2 separate regions of the Mus musculus genome follow, and region 1 is linked to region 2. Evidence: chromatin contacts called from public Hi-C data. All regions are on one chromosome and are shown on one strand. Each heading gives the region's core, a stretch centred on a gene start, on an enhancer-like site or on the middle of the called end of the contact. The rest is flanking DNA. Distances are from core to core; before and after follow the strand shown. Region 1 holds the start of Nron (non-protein coding RNA, repressor of NFAT). Region 2 has its middle 30 kb from the start of 9430024E24Rik.

Region 1 (3,636 bases), core at 530-3,029, 120 kb after region 2:
TCTGGCACCTCTTCTCTTAGGAAGGAAGCAGAGACCTGGGGCTGGGACCACAGATCCACAGTGCTCAGGTGAGAGGAGCTGAGGCTGAAGCAAGTTTCAACTGCAGTTCCTGGTGTCAGACATAGGGTGGCCAGCCTCATACCCAGTGCTTAACCCTGCCAGAGAAGGTGACTCAGAGAGGAGATGGGCCTCCTAACAGAAACACCAGGAAGAATGGAAACGAGAGTACAGATCCCTAAATCTCCTGGTGGCAATAACTTTATTTAAAGCTATGCTGCCTCAGATCTTGGACCTAGGCTAGAGAGAGGTCACTCATGCTGGGTGGCAATGCCCTGGCCATTTTTCTGAAGCCAGTGACCCAGCGGATTCAAGATCTCTGCCACAACCTACCATAGCACCCCAGCAGGCGGCAGTGCACGGTACACAGGTGGACAGCTAGTGGCCTGGCCCTCTGTGGGTGAGGACACTGCCCTCCACAGTTCACTCACTGGATATGGGATCCAGTCTCAATGCTAGCACCTGGGAGCTGGGTGGCCTCTGGAGAGACATGTCATCTGCCAGCAGATACAGGTCGTGATGCAAACAAGTGTCACGTTAGAACCAGGTGAACCCTTAAGTTGGCGCGAGGGTTGATCTTGTCAAGTTGGTGGGATTTAGAATCTCCACAGAAACAAGTCTCTGGGCATGGCAGGACGGGAGTTTTTAGACCAGGCTGAGTTGGGAAGCCCTATAGCAACGCCCCACGGCAGTGGGTCCCTGCCCAAACAATCAGGAGGAAGCAAGCTGAGCGCTCGGGCCATCTTTCTGCGCTTCCTGACTGTGGACACAATGTGACCAGCTGCCTCAGCCCCTGTCCTCATGCCTTCCCCACCAGGATAGACTATATCCTCAAAGTGTGAGCCCAAAATCAACCCTTTCTTCCTTAGCCATCCTAGAGCCTGGCTCCTGAGAGCTTGAGAGTGGAGCCAATGCAAACCCACTGGGGAATTTCCTCTGTCTTAAACTGAATCCCATGGCTGTGAGGTCTTGTCGGCTTAGCCCAGCCCACACCCCCACATTGGCCAATTCCAGCTTCAGCCTTTTGTGCCCTGTCCCTGTGGCTTTCAGAACTGCTCCAGGCCTCTGCACTTGCTCCGTCCTCTGCAGAGGCTTCTGTAGGCCAGGCTGCCTTACCTATAGCCGGCCAGGCTGCGTCACCTATAGCCGCTTTGATCACCCTAGAAGAGATAACCCACCCCAAGAATTCTTTTCTTTTTAAAGATTTATTTTATGTATATGAGTACACAGTCACTTCCTTCAGACACACCAGAAGAGGGCATTGGATACCATTACAGATGGTTGTGTGCCACCATGTTGTTGCTGGGAATTGAACTCAGGACCTCTGGAAGAGCAGTCAGTGCTCTTAACCGCTGAGCCATCTCTCCAGCCCCCAAGAACTCCTTTCTAATTCAAGGAGCCCAGCTTGCTCCCTGCACAGCCTCCCTCTGTGGGCAGAGCTTGACTTGCACCGTGTCTTCTCCTCTCACCACCCCAGTGCTGAGAACAAAGCCCTGTAAAGGTGTCTAGGACTTGCTGAATGAATACACTTGACTTTGACTTGTAATTAGGGATGATTTTGGGAATCTTCCAGCAAGCCTTCCCACCTGCCTCCTCAGGACTGGGCTGGTTAATGGTTTGGAAAATGTCGCTCCCTCTGACTCAAGGAAAACTTCAGATACACAGTACACACGCTCCTCGTGGCACGGCTTATAAAGCCACGGATATCAAACACTGGGGGACAGCTGCAGCTGCAGTACAACTGCATGCTGAAATAGGAGACTGCTAGACAGACCACACTGGCACCTGAAGCACCCGCGAGGAGGAGGACAAAAATCGAGTTTCCACATTTGAAAGTGAACCTGCCAGCCCCAAGAACGTGCCAAATCCAGGTGAGATCAAGGCAGGCACTGTGCTGCAGCAGCGATGGGAGGGACAGAACGTTCCAGGGGCTGCTCTGATCACAGCTTCTTCTGAAGCTGGGTCAAGGGCTGCACAGCTTCAACCACTACCAAGATATCCGAGGAGGTAACTGTGTCTGGTGCCTATTGTGTAACAGAAACAGGGGATCACAAGAGTGGGCTGCAAGTGACCACTTCATGGGCAGACACAGTGACTATGGAGAGATCCCCTAACACCAGGAAAGCTAGAGGGCTGTTTGCCTTCTCCTTAGGAATCTTAGGGATCATCAGTCATCAACAACCGCTACTTGGTTCAGGGAACCATTTTTCCAACATCTGGTTTATGGAAAGGCATCCGGGCAGCCTCTAAGCCCTCCAGAGCCTGTGTCCAGCTTTGCTCCTTCAGGCCCTGTCAGGTCCTGCCATACCTGGGGAGACAGGCCATACCTGCAGGGCCGGGGTGGACACTGCTTCTGGAGCCGTTACATCAGTGCAGAGGGGCTGGGAGTTCTGTAACAGATGAGCATCAGGCCGCTGCCAACAACAACTCCAGCTAAATAGATGCTAAGGGAAATTTCATTCTTGCCCCGAGTCAATATGAGGCACCTTATTCAATTAACATGGCCACTAAGCCTCACACAGCCCTGTGCAAAAGCCCTTCAGTTACACATGACATTTTATTACGTGACAGTAGTTGCCAGCACAATTTATTTCCTTTCATTCTGCCTTTTCCTTGCTCATTTAAATCTGTATTTTCTAGTGTTGATTCCAGGTCTGTGCGAATGTTTTAAATGCAGCCATCAATCTTTCAGACCCCATGGTCACATGGAAGGGAGATGGCTCTGCTGGGTGGCAGCAGACCCAGCTGTCTTGTGGGGGACAGTAGCAAGGGGGGCTGTGGCTAACCTGCAGTTGGAGAGGACTGCTGCTTTTGTGTTGTGTCCCCTGTACAGACACGTAAGGGTCTCTTCGTTCTGTTCTCCCAGGGCTGAAAGTCACCTTCTGAAGCACCAGATTCCAGTGTGTGCTTCAGAGACCAAGGGGTTCCTGAGACTTCAAGTGGGATGCCAGGTCCCAGCACTTCCACAATATTGAGCTATTTGACTTTCCTTAAATGGGATATTAAAAAGCATAAGCTAAGCCTTGTGTGGTAGCTTATACCTATAATCCTAGCATACAGAAAGCTGAGGCGGGAGGATCACTATGAGCTCCAGACCAGCCTGGGTTAAATATTTTACACACACACACACACACACACACACACACACACGACATCACAAACTACACACAGACCTGGGCAGCTGGCTCAGTAGTTAAGAATGCAGAGGACCTGAGTGTCATTCCCAGCAACTGTATCCAATGGCTTACAACCATCCATAACTCTGGCTCCAGGGCCCACAATGCCCTCTTCTGGACTCTACAAGGCATCTGCACTCACATGTGCACACCACACACAAAAGTATTTATACACATCATTACACAACTAATAAAAATATTTTTAAAATGACAATAAATGCTAGACCCAGAGAAAACAGGCACCAGCATACGCTGCACTCTGACATGAGCATATTCAGAACACTTACAACTTAGAAGAGAACTCAGCCCGGAAGTGGGTACAACACTGGAACTGACACATCCCTAAGGAAAACACGAGGAGCAAATTCCCCGTGAAAAGACTCGATCACGAGTTGGGAGGGCC
Region 2 (3,925 bases), core at 912-3,411:
AGACAGAGCTCCCTTCTTCCATGTGCTTCAGATAAGGCTGCCAGCAGAAGGTGTGGCCCAGGTTAGAGGTGGATCTTCCCACCTGGAAGATCCAGATTAGGAGAGGATCGTCCCACTTTAAACAATTAAGCCAAAGTCCCTCACCGGTGTGCTCAACCATTGTTGGGTTTTAGTTAATTCCAGATGTAGTCAAGTTGACAACCAAGAATAGCCACCACACTGGGAAGACATCTTTGGGTATTCTACTTTGGATCTCTGATGCTGTGATACACACCATGGCCAAAAGAATGTTGGGAAGGAAGGGGTTTACGGCCTTCAGTGTCTTCATCCCAGTTCTTCACTGAGGCAAGTCAGAGTAGGAACTCAAGCAGGAGCAGAGGCAGGAGCCAGGAGAAAAGCGATCAAAAAAGTACCACAGACATGTCTAGAGGTCAGTCTGAAGGAGGGATCTTCTCAACTAAGGTTCCCTTTTTCCCAAATGACTCTAGTTTGTGCTAAATTGAGAAGAAGAAGAAGAAGAAAAAAAAACTAATTTGCTTAGGTGGGGGAAAAGGACAAGGGCTTTGAAGGATGAATAGGAGTTCACCAAAGGTCCTAAGAAGGAAGGAAAAGGCTTTTTTACACAGAGTTTACAGCCAGTGCAGTAGAACAGAGCTGTGGAGGGGGCTGGAAGGCAGCAGGAGGCTGGTACCTTTGTACTAGCATGAGACAGCACCTGGGAGAGGTGAATGAATGAATGCATGTATTTCAAATGAATGAACAAACTGGCAAACAGGAGAAATGAACTAAAAAAAGATAGTAGCGGGACCTGGGGAGGAGGCTCAGCTGCTCCTGCAGAGGATTTGTGTCTGGTTCTCAGTGCCCTTGCAGAGAACCTTGCAGTATTTTTGTAACTCCAACTCCTGGATATTTAGCGCCCTCTTCTGGCTGATGAAGTCACCTGCACTCATGTGCACAACCCCTCTGCCTAACACACACACACACACACACACACACACTGAGTTTCTTCCTTTAGAAAAAGAGAAAAATAGTGCTCAATTACAAGTGGCTTCATGTTCTAATGAATTAATTAGAATTAATATGTCTGGAATTCTAAAGAGAGAATGAGAGACTTTTGTGGCATGCAGTAAAGAAGAATGGGAAATGCTCAGTTACTGAGACCCATATCCCACACTCCGCTGTCTTAATTTGATGCTTCTAAATCTCAAGTGAGGCTCCTTAACTTTATTTTCAGGGTAGATGAACTGAAGCAATGATCCTTTCAATTCCTAGGCTAACCACAATCAGATCATAGAGTCCCCAGTAAGTCATTTCTGAGCCTCAGTTTCTTTATCTGTAAGGTGGGGGTAGCAACAGTTCCAACCAGGGACACTGTGGAGCACACAGGTTCCAAGATGGGCTACCACCTGAGCCCTCTTGGTGGTGACTTTTTTTTTTTTTTTTCGAGACAGGGTTTCTCTGTGTAGCCATGGCTGTTCTGGAACTCACTTTGTAGACCAGGCTGGCCTCGAACTCAGAAATCCGCCTGCCTCTGCCTCCCAAGTGCTGGGATTAAAGGCGTGCTCCACCACACAAGGGGATGGTCTTTACCTTGCATAGATTGCTTCTGGTTTCTGGGGTAGGATGGGGCTCCTGATTCACCCACATTCTGAGTGGCAGAAGCTTGCCACACAGTGGGGCTAGGCTGCCTTGCTTGGCATGGTGACTTTGTGAGAAGTAAGGCCAGCGCCAGGGCCAGGGCAGGATGCTGGAGGACAGGGCTTAGGGCACAGTCGCCCAATGAGACCACTGGTTTCCTAGCAGCTAACGCTGTGCTAAGGGGTTGTATGACCAAATTTAATTAAGAAGCACACATGTCCCCGCTGCAGGCTGGCTACGACCAGGGCGTGGACCTGCAATTAAAGCTTAGCCTTAAACAACCTGCACAGAGGCATGGGTGCCAGAGCCGCTGGCCTTCCTGAGAAGAGTGTGCCCTCCGTGCCTGTGTTATTTATCGAGTTAATTTTGCCTTCTGCAGTGTGAAGCCAGTCTGGGACCGTGAGTCCTAACCCTGGCTCAGAGCTGGCCACGTGCTGCCTCCTTTGAGGGAGGAGGGAGGTCCCTATGCCTGTTACTTGCTCAAAGGACCTAGGTGAGGTTTTTGTGGCTTTGCTGAGGAGCAGGTGACAGTTCTCTGGGGTCTTCCATCATGCCATCTGGATGGCAGAGAGCTATAGCTGCCTCCCGAGCTGAGGAAGGTCCCAAAGAGACATCAAGGGAAGGATTCTACACCTGGCAGCTACTTAGAGTACAGTGACGTTTGTGGTACCTCGTTAAATAATTGGATAGAACCTGGGACAGCTGGGGCAGTTGAGGAGCCAAGGCAGGCACTCAAAGTAGCATCTACAGGAATTAACGTGGAGGTCTGACAGAAAGGTTCAGGTCTTGACTGCTGCTTGGCGGTCATGTGGATCCTGGGTCATCAGCAAAGAGGGACGACAACCTTCATCACCAGCCAGAACGCAGTGCCTGTGCCTTGAGAAAGGTGTGGATTCTTCTATGGTAGCTGTGAGAACTCCCAAGGCTGAGAGAGGCACTCATGGGTCTGGCTTTGTGCCCATCTCAGGACAGAGCTTCCCAGGAGGCCGTGGTGTCAGCACCCTGCTGGCAGGAAACCACTTCTAGCACATTTACTCCAGGTGCGCACTGCTATCAGGTGGAAGGATGGGGGATGGGGGTGGTGTGTGTGGGGTGACAGTCTCATGGCCAGATAGTGGCCTGATAGCAGGGCCTTTGGGACAAAGCCATCGGAGGGCGACGACAAGATACTGAATGGGCTTCTCGGAGCGGGTACAGAATTGCATTCGGCTTGGATTTAATTAAAAAGACTCAAATCTTTCTGATAATCCGCCCCGCAACGGCTGAAGCGGGGCCTGCAGCGGGCTCCCTGGCAACGGGCGCATCCTGCTGATAAAGAACTTCCAGGGGAGGAGATTGTGAGCCCCCTCGACTGCCGCCACTATCATCCTGCCCATCGCTGTGCAAGGCCAGGGTAGCAGCTGTGGTCCCCACCTCCACTGCGAGCCTCAAGCCCTTTGTGCCCCACGCTCCTCTGAGGCCCCTCTGTGGATCTCTTTGTTCATAGCTGAATCCACAACCCCTTCCCCGTAGCTCTGGGTTCTTGCCTCCTCCTGGTCCTGTGAATCTGTAGGGGAACTGCAGACATCATGTCTCTCTGTTCTGGAAGTATAGCTCACCAGCCTCACTCCAAGTCTGAGTGCACTGGAGGAGGATGAGGTCAGGCATTGGTTTCTGATAGCACTGCCTGCCCCCAGCCTCTGCCTACGGCCTCTGTCCAGCCCAGCATCCTTCCTTGTCCTCAGAAGCCCCAGCCCCAACCCTAATTTACAGGTTACGTGCCCCCTCTGGAGACAAGTGCCTGGCAGGAGTGGGGCTCAGGGATGGCTGATGAATGAGTGAATGAGTGAATGAATGAGTGAATGAAATTGAGCCCACCATAGTCCCAGGGCTTCTCCATCACGATGGATATCCCTTCTGACATGGAGGCTCTACATGGGATGATTGCAGAGAACCAAACGGTGCCCAGCGGCTGCCACTAGGGGCGCACTTGCAAGCACGGATCCCAGGGGGCGGGGCTGGGCTGGGGCTACGGGTTCTGAAGTCTGTTCAGATTTGTTATCATTGTAAGCCCTACCTACAGTTACAGACATCTCTGTGGTCTGGGCTTCCTCATCTAAAGAGTGGGATCACTGGGCTTTTCATGGGACCTACTTCCAGGCTGGCAGTGAATGAGCTAAGTAGGAGCCTATGGGAGATGGTGGTGGCACACACTTGCTTCGTCCTTGTGAGGTCCTCTGATGAATGGAGAAACAAAGGCCGTGGAGGCAGAGCTGGGTCTGCTGAAGCCAGGCTGGTACCCTACGTC

What was found. A called contact is a pair of places that touch in the nucleus more often than the background predicts.
Region 1: a contact with region 2 is called in a Hi-C map of the P5424 cell line, with 2.5 times the contacts expected there. The contact joins the promoter of Nron here to the enhancer-like site in region 2. A contact is called at or near these places in 9 of 39 promoter capture datasets (cranial neural crest, embryonic stem cells, hippocampal neurons and 4 more) and 3 of 484 Hi-C or Micro-C datasets (the P5424 cell line, myocytes and nephron progenitors).

What each region holds. Positions count from the first base shown.
Region 1 is chr2:33,804,037-33,807,672 of GRCm38.p6, forward strand. Nron (non-protein coding RNA, repressor of NFAT) reads left to right here and starts at 1,780. Exons shown (of 3, transcript NR_045729.1): 1 at 1,780-1,928. The region is part of intron 6 of Mvb12b (multivesicular body subunit 12B); the gene reads right to left.
Region 2 is chr2:33,686,705-33,690,629 of GRCm38.p6, forward strand. No RefSeq gene overlaps it. Among named protein-coding and RNA genes, the nearest start is that of 9430024E24Rik, 30 kb to the right of the region's middle. Within about 2 kb of position 2,162, at least 19 of the 459 cell types and tissues checked have an H3K27ac peak or open chromatin away from gene starts, as enhancers often do. A contact at or near this core is called in the P5424 cell line, where this site is marked.